2 separate regions of the Sus scrofa genome follow, and region 1 is linked to region 2. The links are chromatin contacts, called in public Hi-C maps. All regions are on one chromosome and are shown on one strand. Each heading gives the region's core, a stretch centred on a gene start, on an enhancer-like site or on the middle of the called end of the contact. The rest is flanking DNA. Distances are from core to core; before and after follow the strand shown. Region 1 holds the start of RFC1 (replication factor C subunit 1). Region 2 holds the start of FAM114A1 (protein NOXP20).

Region 1 (4,673 bases), core at 2,074-4,573, 440 kb before region 2:
TTTCTAAAAAACTATCTAAAATCCATAGGCCTAGTTTGTTATATCCTCAATTTTGTTTGTGTATCCTCAATTTCCTGGCTTTGCATTATTGCAGTCTTTCAGTTAATACTGAGACATAGCAACCTATTATCTTTTTATTCTTAACTGTTGAAGGAAGGCCACATAGAGATGCGAGGTGCACACAGGCTGGTCTTTTCCCTGGAATAAATTCAAACTAGACACTATTATAGAATAATGCCCTGTTTGGAATAAAATCCAGATGCAGTTATTACGTAGATACACATTTAACAGAAAGAAGATTAACTGTTACTCCCCTACAGACAAAAAAAAAAAAAAAAACATATTTGGTAATCTTTTCTTGCACCCTTTACATTTCTCCATGGAAAACTGAGTATCACGTTTTGCCACAAAACACACAGTAATATCATCTTTTTTTTCATCTTTTTGACCATAAAATACAAAGTATAACGATAGAATCATAGCAATCTTTTGGTTTAAAATCTTATAAAGCCTTTATAGCACTCATTCTTAAAGTACAGAATTTATTTTTGTCTACTTACTTACTTTTCTCTTTTCTTCAAAAATATAAACTCTAGGAAGCTGGGACCATCAGTCTTGTATACTATGGTTTCCCAGCATGCACATAAAAAGTGCCAACACACAGTAGATGCTCAATAAATATTTGTTGAATGATACAGCAATAAAAAATCACCACAGTGGAGAAAATAAGCATAAATATTCCATTCATGCTTATTTCTTGGTTACCCTTTGGGTTCTTTAAACTATTTCTGTTCTGGTTATCTATTACTTTAAACAAGCTACCTCCAAACTTAGTACCTTAAAAAAACAATAATTTCATTATATTTTAAATAAACATAACATTTTATTTTATAAACATTTTATTATATGTTTTTAAATAATAAAATAATTTTATTATCATTTTTAGTACTTTGGGTCAGAGAATTTAGGCAAACCTTGACTAGGTGATTTTCCTGTTCTATGTAGTGGTGCCTGGGGTCACTTAGTGGAATTCCACCAGCAGCTGGTATGGTGGGTCCAAGATTGTTTTACTTACAAGCTTGGTTCCTGGTAGAGATGGCTGTAAGCCTGTACTTGGCTGGCCCCTTCTGTTTTATGTGGTGGCTCAGGGCTCCAGAGTCCAAGACAGGAGCTGCTAGTCCTCTTAAAGTTTACATTTGGGGCCACCATAGCATCATTTCCACCATATTCTTTGCTCAAACCAGTCACAGGCCAGCCCATATTTGGGAGGAGTGTCAAAACATGTATGGCTATTTTTATTTTTATTTTTTGTCTTTTTAGGGCCTCACCCACAGCATATGGAAGGTCCCAGGCTAGGGATCTAATTGGAGTTGCAGCTGCCAGCCTATACCACAGCTCACAGCAATGCTTAACCCACTGATCAGGGCCAGGTATCGAAACCACGTCCTCATGGATACTAGTCAGGTTCATTATTGCTGATCCACAATGGGAGCTCCTATACACCGTTTTTAATTCTGTACATTTTCTTTTTCCTTTTTTGGCTGCACTGATGATAGAGGGAAGTTCCTGGGCCAGGGATTGAACTGGTGCCAGAGGAGTGACTCAAGCTGCTGCAGTGACAACACGGGATCCTTAACCAGCTGCGCCAGGAGAGATCTCCTCATCTGCTACATTTCTGAGATAATGTCCAAGTAAATGTTCCTAAAGAAAACAATCCAACAAATTCAGTTCAGTATCTTTCTGGAAATTACAGTCTTCTGACTTAAGTCTCACCTAAATTCAAGGAAGGCTTCAAAATACTAAAAAACAAATGCAAAAGTTTAAAGTAGTATAATGTAAAAGATACGCAAACCTTTTAATATACATCTTATTCGCTTACTGACAACACAATGAACATTGTAAATTGGTTTAGGTTCTTAAGGTTCTTTATATGATGTGTCTGCTGTGTACATTTTTCTGGGAGATAGGTTCATAGTTTTTATTGATTTCTCAAAGATCTAATGACTAATGACTCCCTCCTTCCCAATCAAGTATTTCCCTAAGCAAAATTATGGAGTAGATAAATTCATTTTTGGAATTATCTGCCTTGATAATACTTAGCCTCATATAAAAATAATAGTGATAACAGCTGACTTAAATAAAAAAGATTACTATCAGCTGTGTGCCAGGAACAGTTTCATAATAACCCAATGAAGAACATAGTACTATTATCTTATTTTACAGTTGAGGAAACTGAGGCATATTAACTTGCTTACCGTCTAGCATATTGGCTTCAGAGGGTCCCATGCAATGCGGCCCTGTTCCCCAGTATCCCTTTACTCCTTTGTAAATAGCGGATAACAACAGCAGCCAGTATTATTGTGGGTATTAGATGAGTAAGACTGGGACAGTCCATAGCCACATTCTTAGCACATATTATGGTGTTTGTTTAATACATATGAGTGCTCCATGCTTAGCTTCTGTATTTCAGAAGGCTCTGGTATCTTTCATAGTAGAAATATGGGTGTGATAAAATGCAGGAGAGAACAAGAGGTGGGCGGGTGGGTGGATAAGGATTTGAAAGTCCAGGGCCAAAACTGGAGATATTGCTCTGCCCATTGCACTCCTAAGGTTTCACATATTCACTTAAAATTGAATGCAAATGCAACATTCTGTTCCACAATTCAATTGCTTATCTATTAATATAAAACTTGTTTACTCCAAAGTTTTCAGCATCATTGTTCTATGGAGATGTACCTTGTTGATGCCTTAGCTTCACACATACACCCCTTTGAGGGACTCAGCAGCGCAGGTTTGGGAATCTGAACGCCTAGAAGCCCAGCTAGGCCCCACAGCTTGTTTGAGCCTTACATTTTTCATATAAAGTGGAGTGGGTGGTAATACCTACTTTACTAGTCTCTTTCGCTTTGGAATTACACACATAAAACTGTCCTAAAGGTAGTTTTCAAAACTTATAAGTAGGCGAAAAACCAAATTTAGTTGCTCAAACACTAAAAAAAAAAAAAAAAAAAAAAGGTAAATACTGTTTGGTGGAATTCTTATTCCAGAATAGATATTAAAATTAATATGTGAACGTACATCTAAAATCAGCATCTTACTGCGGCTGGTAATAGAAACATTTTAAAGCTACTAAGGAGGGCATGCATCCTTCCAGATGGGTAACCCGGAGGATCTGCCCGCCTTCCGAGGTAATCAATCTCGTAACTTCGCGATCTGACCGCCGCGGCCAAAAGCCGAAGGCGCAAATCTGAGAGTGGATCTGGGTTCCGGAGCGCGCTGGCCCAGCCGGCCTCAGGGGCGGCACCTGGGCCCACGTAGCTACGCCTGCCTCCCGCCCCCGGCCTGGCCCGAGAGGACGCTGCGCGCCTCCTGACGTCATCACCGGGCGCCGCTGCCTCGACCTCCTTCCACTTCGCGGGAGAAGTTGTTGGCGCCAATGGATCCCGAGCTCCGGTAACGGATTCCCCAGCCGGCCAGCCTGCACGCCAGCGCCTTCGTCCGTGGGCTGTGATGGTGAGCCCCCGTGGGAGGCTGTACGGCTCGGGGGTTGGGGAGAGTTTGCAGGTTGGGTGTGGACCGGGCACTAGTGGCATGGAGGATTGGGGAGGATCGTGATGCGAGGCTCCGGAGGAGTGCGAAGGCAGGGAAGGGGCCACAAACTTGGCACGGGTCTCACGCCTTTCCTTGGACCGCGGCTTCAGCTCCCGGCCGCAGCCGGCGCGCAGGGCTCGTGGTGCTGCGCGTCAGTTTAACTTTTTTCCATTCTTGGGGGAAGGGAGGAAGGGAGTAATAAAGGTGATTTTGAGGGCTCAGCGGTTAAGTTGCTTTTCCTGTTTAGCGTTGCCTCGGACCTTGGTTTGAGTCCTGCCTAAAGCGTTAATTCCAAGTTTTGGGTTACGAAGGAGAAGAATGTTACAAACTTTCCTTTCTAATGAATAAGTTGTCTCGGGCCTTCGACTTTCGTCATTAACAGCTCGGTGAAACGCTCATCACAGAGCTCTTTTGAGATCAAGGGCATCAGGAGGATGTTTTATTTTGTTTGGAGGAGTTCGCAGAAATCAAAGGGATAACACGGTTTCCCCGGAGAAAAGAAAACAGCTAGTAGAAACAGCTGTACTGCATTTGACGGCTGTCATCACTTAGCATCTGATGTTAACAATACTCTTAAAAAAAACCCTCACTAACACACCATTTTAAACCAACTATTCTTTAATAAAAAATTAAAAACCCCCAAAACACCCCTCGGTGTTTAAATAGTGAAATAATTATGCAGCCTTCCAAACATGTTCATACTGGAATGGCAATAGATACAGGTGTGTGTTTGAAGTATTTTATTTTAAAGGTCAATTTATGATGGTCCATTAAGTCAGAATCTACCTAATAATCAGATATAATTTTTTCAGTAGTTTTTCAGCTTATTTCTTATAATGTCATTGTTATGGGCTGTATGTGTGTGTGTGTAATTTTATGCCAAATTGGGAAACCTTACAGCCCTTTTTTATTTCTTCTCAAAGAAGGATAAGATAATAATAGCTACTTTGTAACAGGTGTCTTCTTCAGGTCAATATGTGAGCCCTTTACTTTACATACCTTTTCTCATTTAAACCTCACAGCAATCCAGTGTTACAGATGGTAAAGGAAGCGTTTAGAGTTCAATTTGTGATAGAAGTAAT
Region 2 (4,775 bases), core at 615-3,114:
GCTGCCGGCCTATGCCACAGCCATAGCCAAGACAGATCCAAGCCAACCTACATCGCGGCTCATGGCAACGCCAGATCCTTAACCCCCCGAGCGAGGGTAGGGATTGAACCTGCAACCTCATGTTTCCTAGTTGGATTCGTTTCCACTGCGCCAGGATAGGAACTCCCACACCTGACACTCTTGCCTCACCAGACTTTCCATCACTGACTGCACGGCTCACAAACATCCCTGCCTCCTCGCTTATGCTGGTTCCTCTGCCCAGGATGCCCTGCCTGGCAAACTCCTGTTTCTCAACATTCACTGTTACTTTTCATTCTGAAATTTTTCTTAATTTGCCCCATTCCTTCCAAAGACTGAATTATTTCTTTCTTTTTTTTTTTTTTGGTAATACTCTGCATGGACTTCTATGGCATTTATAAGGAGTGTTTGTTTCTGTGTCATTCTCTCCTCCAGAAGCACCTAGCTTGGTTTCCGACCCACAAATATTTACTGCACTGAAATATATAGTTTGATACTGATTAAAGAGAAACAACGTTTTATATAGGCTTGGTCTTATAAATAAATGGCCATTTATATGGTTTGATTCCCTGAGGTTCAGCAAGGCCCCCTCCGACCCTCAAATTTCTTTTGCTCTGGCTCCTTGGCGCTTCAAATTCCACCCTGAAAGTTTCCTTCTTCTGCTTAAAGCTTACCACGTAAAGACGTTATCAGATTCTCTCCTGAGCTCAGGTTTTGATGGAGGAAAGGAAGGAGAGAGCGGGAAGCAGATCCGGGTGAGGCAGGAAAGGGGCACCAGGAGGAAAAGGGGGCAGAGAGAGGACTGAGGAGAAAGCCTGCCTCCTTCTCAGTTTCCCCGGGTTGGCTGAGGTCTTCGCAGTTCAAGAGACACTGATTTCAAAAGCCACCCGACTCAGTCTGTCAGGATGTTTAGGCTGAGAATTGAGGGGATCGGTAAAACATAGAAACCACTCTCATTGCTCGTACAGAGAGATCTTCCAACTCTAGGAAAGGGCGGTGAATTTCGGGTGCCTGATCTGAGCCGGCTGGAAATACTGACCAAGTTCCAGGGAAGAAGATGAGCCCACTGTGCCGGCGGGGGGCTGGGGGACTGGGGAAGGGAGTAACACTCAACCTGGGAGCTGTGAATGGAGGTGCTGCAGCTGGCTTAGGGTGTTGGCTGGGGTGGGAGAGTGGGCATTGCTGGCGTCTGCACGGGGAGAGATGAGGAGCTTGGGTGGAAGTCAAGGCCTGAGCTCGGTCTTCCGAGGCCAAGGACAGGCGAACCCCGGGATGGGACCTGCTGCCTCCGTGCCCCTGCAGCCTACCTCTCGCTCGGACCGGGGACCTTGGGGAAACTTTCTCAGACTTGCTTGGTGCCAGGACAGGATACTTCGGGAGGGAGCCCAAGCCAGGCTCCGCAGGGGTTCACGCCGGCCGAGGGGGCAGAGCCGGAGTGCGGGCGTGTGGGTGTGTGCATGAGCGTGGACCCGGAGCGACACACACTCACACACACACACTCACACGCCCGCACCCACGCAGGGCCCTCGGCCGCGCCGCCCGGACCTTCACCCCCAAGGCCGGTCCTCTGGGTCCCGCGCCCCGTGCCAAGTCCCTGCAGATGGCTTCTCACTAACACCGCGGGCAGGATTCGGCGAAAACGACAAGCGGCGACGGCAGCGTCTCCCCACCACCCCGCGGCGGCTGTCCCCGCATCCCCCCGCCCACGGAAAGGGATGATGGGGAGAAGTGCCCCGGGCTCTTACCGCTCAGGCGGCCGAGTGCGCGCGGGAGCGCCCGCCGGGTCCCGCCCCGCCACGTCGGCAGGGCTGGCGGGGACGCGGCCGGAGGGCGGGCCGGCAGGGGGACGGGTGCGGACGGGCCGAGCCGCCCCGCCCCGCCGCCGTGACAGCGCCCCGCCTCCTCGTGACCCCGCCCCGGCCCCGAGCGCCGCCGAGGACCATCGCCTCCCCGCCACCCCCAACCCGGTGCCCGTTTCCCCAGGCTGGGAGGGTCCTGGCCGCGCTTCTGAATCCCCTTGGGAAACTTGGCTTTCCCGACTTTGTGCCGCTGAGTGAGCTGGAGGGGCGCCCACCCCACCCGGGACGGGTCTCAGGGTTCTGATCCCTTTCCTTCTTTTAAAAGCACCGGGGAAGCCCCGCAGACAGTTTCACCGGGTAGGGGTCGCTCAAGTTCAGTAAGAGTTTGCGATTTCCACGCCCACCTCCGGCCCCGCCCCCGCCACGCCCCGGCCCCGCCCCCGCCATGGTGCATTAAACAGCTTGCTTTCGCCCGGTTTGTGGAATTGCAATCTGATTTAAAACCAATCAACCAAGCAAATACAGTTTCTAAAAGTCCAGTTTGGAAACGTGGATCAGAAATTCAAACGTATTGACTTTGGCTCAGGAATTCCACATCTGCGAATTTGTCCTAAGTATGTGGAGATATGCATGTCCGAGGATGTTTATTGTGGTTCTTTCTGCCAGGGAAAATAACCTGGAAATAATCTGTCCCCCAATAAAACATGGGTGAACTACTGTAGTAACTTCAAACTATCAAATACGCTGTAGTCATTAAAAATTATAGTAGGGGGAGTTCTTGTTGTGGCTCAGTGGGTTAGGAATCCGACTAGTATCCATGAAGATGCTGGTTCCGTCCCTGGCCTTGCTTAGTGGGTTAAGGATCCAGCGTTGCTGTGAGCTGTGGTGTAGGTCGCAGATGTGGCTGAGATCTGGTGTGGCTGTGGTGTAGGCCAGCAGCTGTAGCTCGGATTGGACCCCTAGCCTTCGAACGTCCACATGCCATGAATGCCCACCGACTTAAAAAAAAAACTCTACATCCAATTTGTTGACATGGAAGAAAGGCAGGCCATAGACGAATATTAAGGTCAAGGGAAGCTTACAAAAGTCTATGTACAGGGAGTTCCTGTCATGGCTCAGCGGAAATGAATCTGATTAGAATCCACGAGGATGTGGGTTTGATCCCTGGCCTCGCTTAGTGGGTTAAGGATCCCGCATTGCTGTGAGCAGTGGTGTAGGTTGCAGACGTGGCTCAGATCTGGTGTTGCTTCGTCTGTTGTATAAGCTGGCAGCTGAAGCTCTGATTAGGCCCCTAGACTGGGAACCTCCATATGTCACAGGTATAGCCCTAAAAAGACCAAAAAAAAAAAAAAAAAAAAAAAAGTCTATGTATAGTATAAACCTATTCAAGTTAGGGAAATTTTTATTTTAAAAACAGTGATTCTTTCTGAGTTATGCAATTGTGAGTGTTAGTAAATTGTATTCCAGGTGTGACAGGTGTGTTTGCTGTTCCACAGACACAGGCAACATGCCTGTGACTTCCTTGCCTGCCTTGGATACAGCAAGTACCTTTGCCACATCTGCCCTTCCCAGCCCTGCTGAATGGCAACAGCCCAAACAGATATTCCCTTTTAAAGGGCCTTTTTCCTTTTCTCCTTGGACCCAAACCACACCTTTCCAATAAGATAACCACGCAACATGGGCAGGTTTTGTTGCTGGCTGTTAATTACGCCCTTTTACTTGAACGCTGCTGCTTCCAAGCCCACCAGGTTTATTTCAAAATTTTAATATTTTTGCAACATAATTTTTTTATTTAAAAAATTCTGGTGTAGTAGAAAATTTAATTTTCTAGAATTAAAAAATTCTAGTAGTGGTAAAGTTAAAACAGAAAAGTAGAGAATATGACAAGCACCTATATATGTTAAAAAAAAAGTAGAGAATGGTATGATGATATGAAGATTTAACAATTTTTTTTGTCATATTTACTTTAGAACTTCCTTTTTAAAGAAACAAAGTTACAGATATGTTTGAAACTCTGTTCCTTCTCTTTTCCACCTTCTCTGGAGGTGACCACTGTCCTGAGGTTGCTGTGCAAGCTTCCTGCCCATGTTTCTACTTGACTGCACCTATCCTGGTCTATAAACACCATATAGAATTGCTTTCCAATGTTTTTTTATTTATTACTCAATGAATTTATTACATTTATAGTTGTACAGTGATCATAACAATCCAGTTTTATAGCATTTACATCCCACACCCCCAGTGCATCCCCCCACCCCCCAAACTGTCTCCTTTGGAAACCAGAAGTTTTTCAAAGTCTGTGAGTCAGTATCTGTTCTGCAAAGAAGTTCATTGTGTCCTTTTTTCAGATTCTACATGTCAGTGATAGCATATGATGTTGGTGTCTCATTGTCTGACTGACTTCACTTAGCATGATAATTTCTAGGTCGATCCACGTTGCTAAAAATGCAGGTATTTTGTTCCTTTTAATGGCTGAGTAATATTCCATTGTGTATATGTACCACATCTTCTTGATCCACTGTTTTCCAAAGTTTTAAAATGTTATAAATAACATTCTGTACATTTGTTTACTCAACACTATATTTTTGAGAAGCACTCATATTCATACATATAGCTCTAGTATATTCATTACTGGGATTCCATTGTATGAATGTGCCATGATATATCCGTGGCCCACGTGATGGACATTTAGTGTGTTTCAAGTTTCACTGTTACCTTCATTTTATGTTATCACATATGCTGAATGCCAGTACAGTGCTATATGCTATATTGCATATAGTGCTGCCATGGCCATCTTTGTATATGCTTTCTTTTTTCTTTTTGTCTTTTTAGGGCCACGCACGTGGCATATGGAGGTTCCCAGGCTAGAGGTCAAATTGGAGCTACAGCTGCCAGCCTATGCCATGGCCACAGTCACAGCTATGTGGGATCCGAGCCGCATCTGTGACCTACACCACA

What was found. Hi-C and Micro-C count contacts between places; a contact is called where the count stands out from the background.
Region 1: a Hi-C map of skeletal muscle shows a contact between it and region 2, with 6 times the contacts expected there. The contact joins the promoter of RFC1 here to the promoter of FAM114A1 in region 2. A contact is called at or near these places in 1 of 47 Hi-C or Micro-C datasets (skeletal muscle) and 1 of 2 datasets of contacts at active chromatin or transcription factors (alveolar macrophages).

What each region holds. Positions count from the first base shown.
Region 1 is chr8:30,634,582-30,639,254 of Sscrofa11.1, reverse strand. RFC1 (replication factor C subunit 1) reads left to right here and starts at 3,323. Exons shown (of 25, transcript XM_005666588.3): 1 at 3,323-3,513. The coding sequence starts at 3,511.
Region 2 is chr8:30,189,039-30,193,813 of Sscrofa11.1, reverse strand. FAM114A1 (protein NOXP20) reads right to left here and starts at 1,864. Exons shown (of 15, transcript XM_003128921.6): 1 at 1,764-1,864. MIR574 (microRNA 574) reads right to left here and starts at 1,534; the gene lies at 1,455-1,534.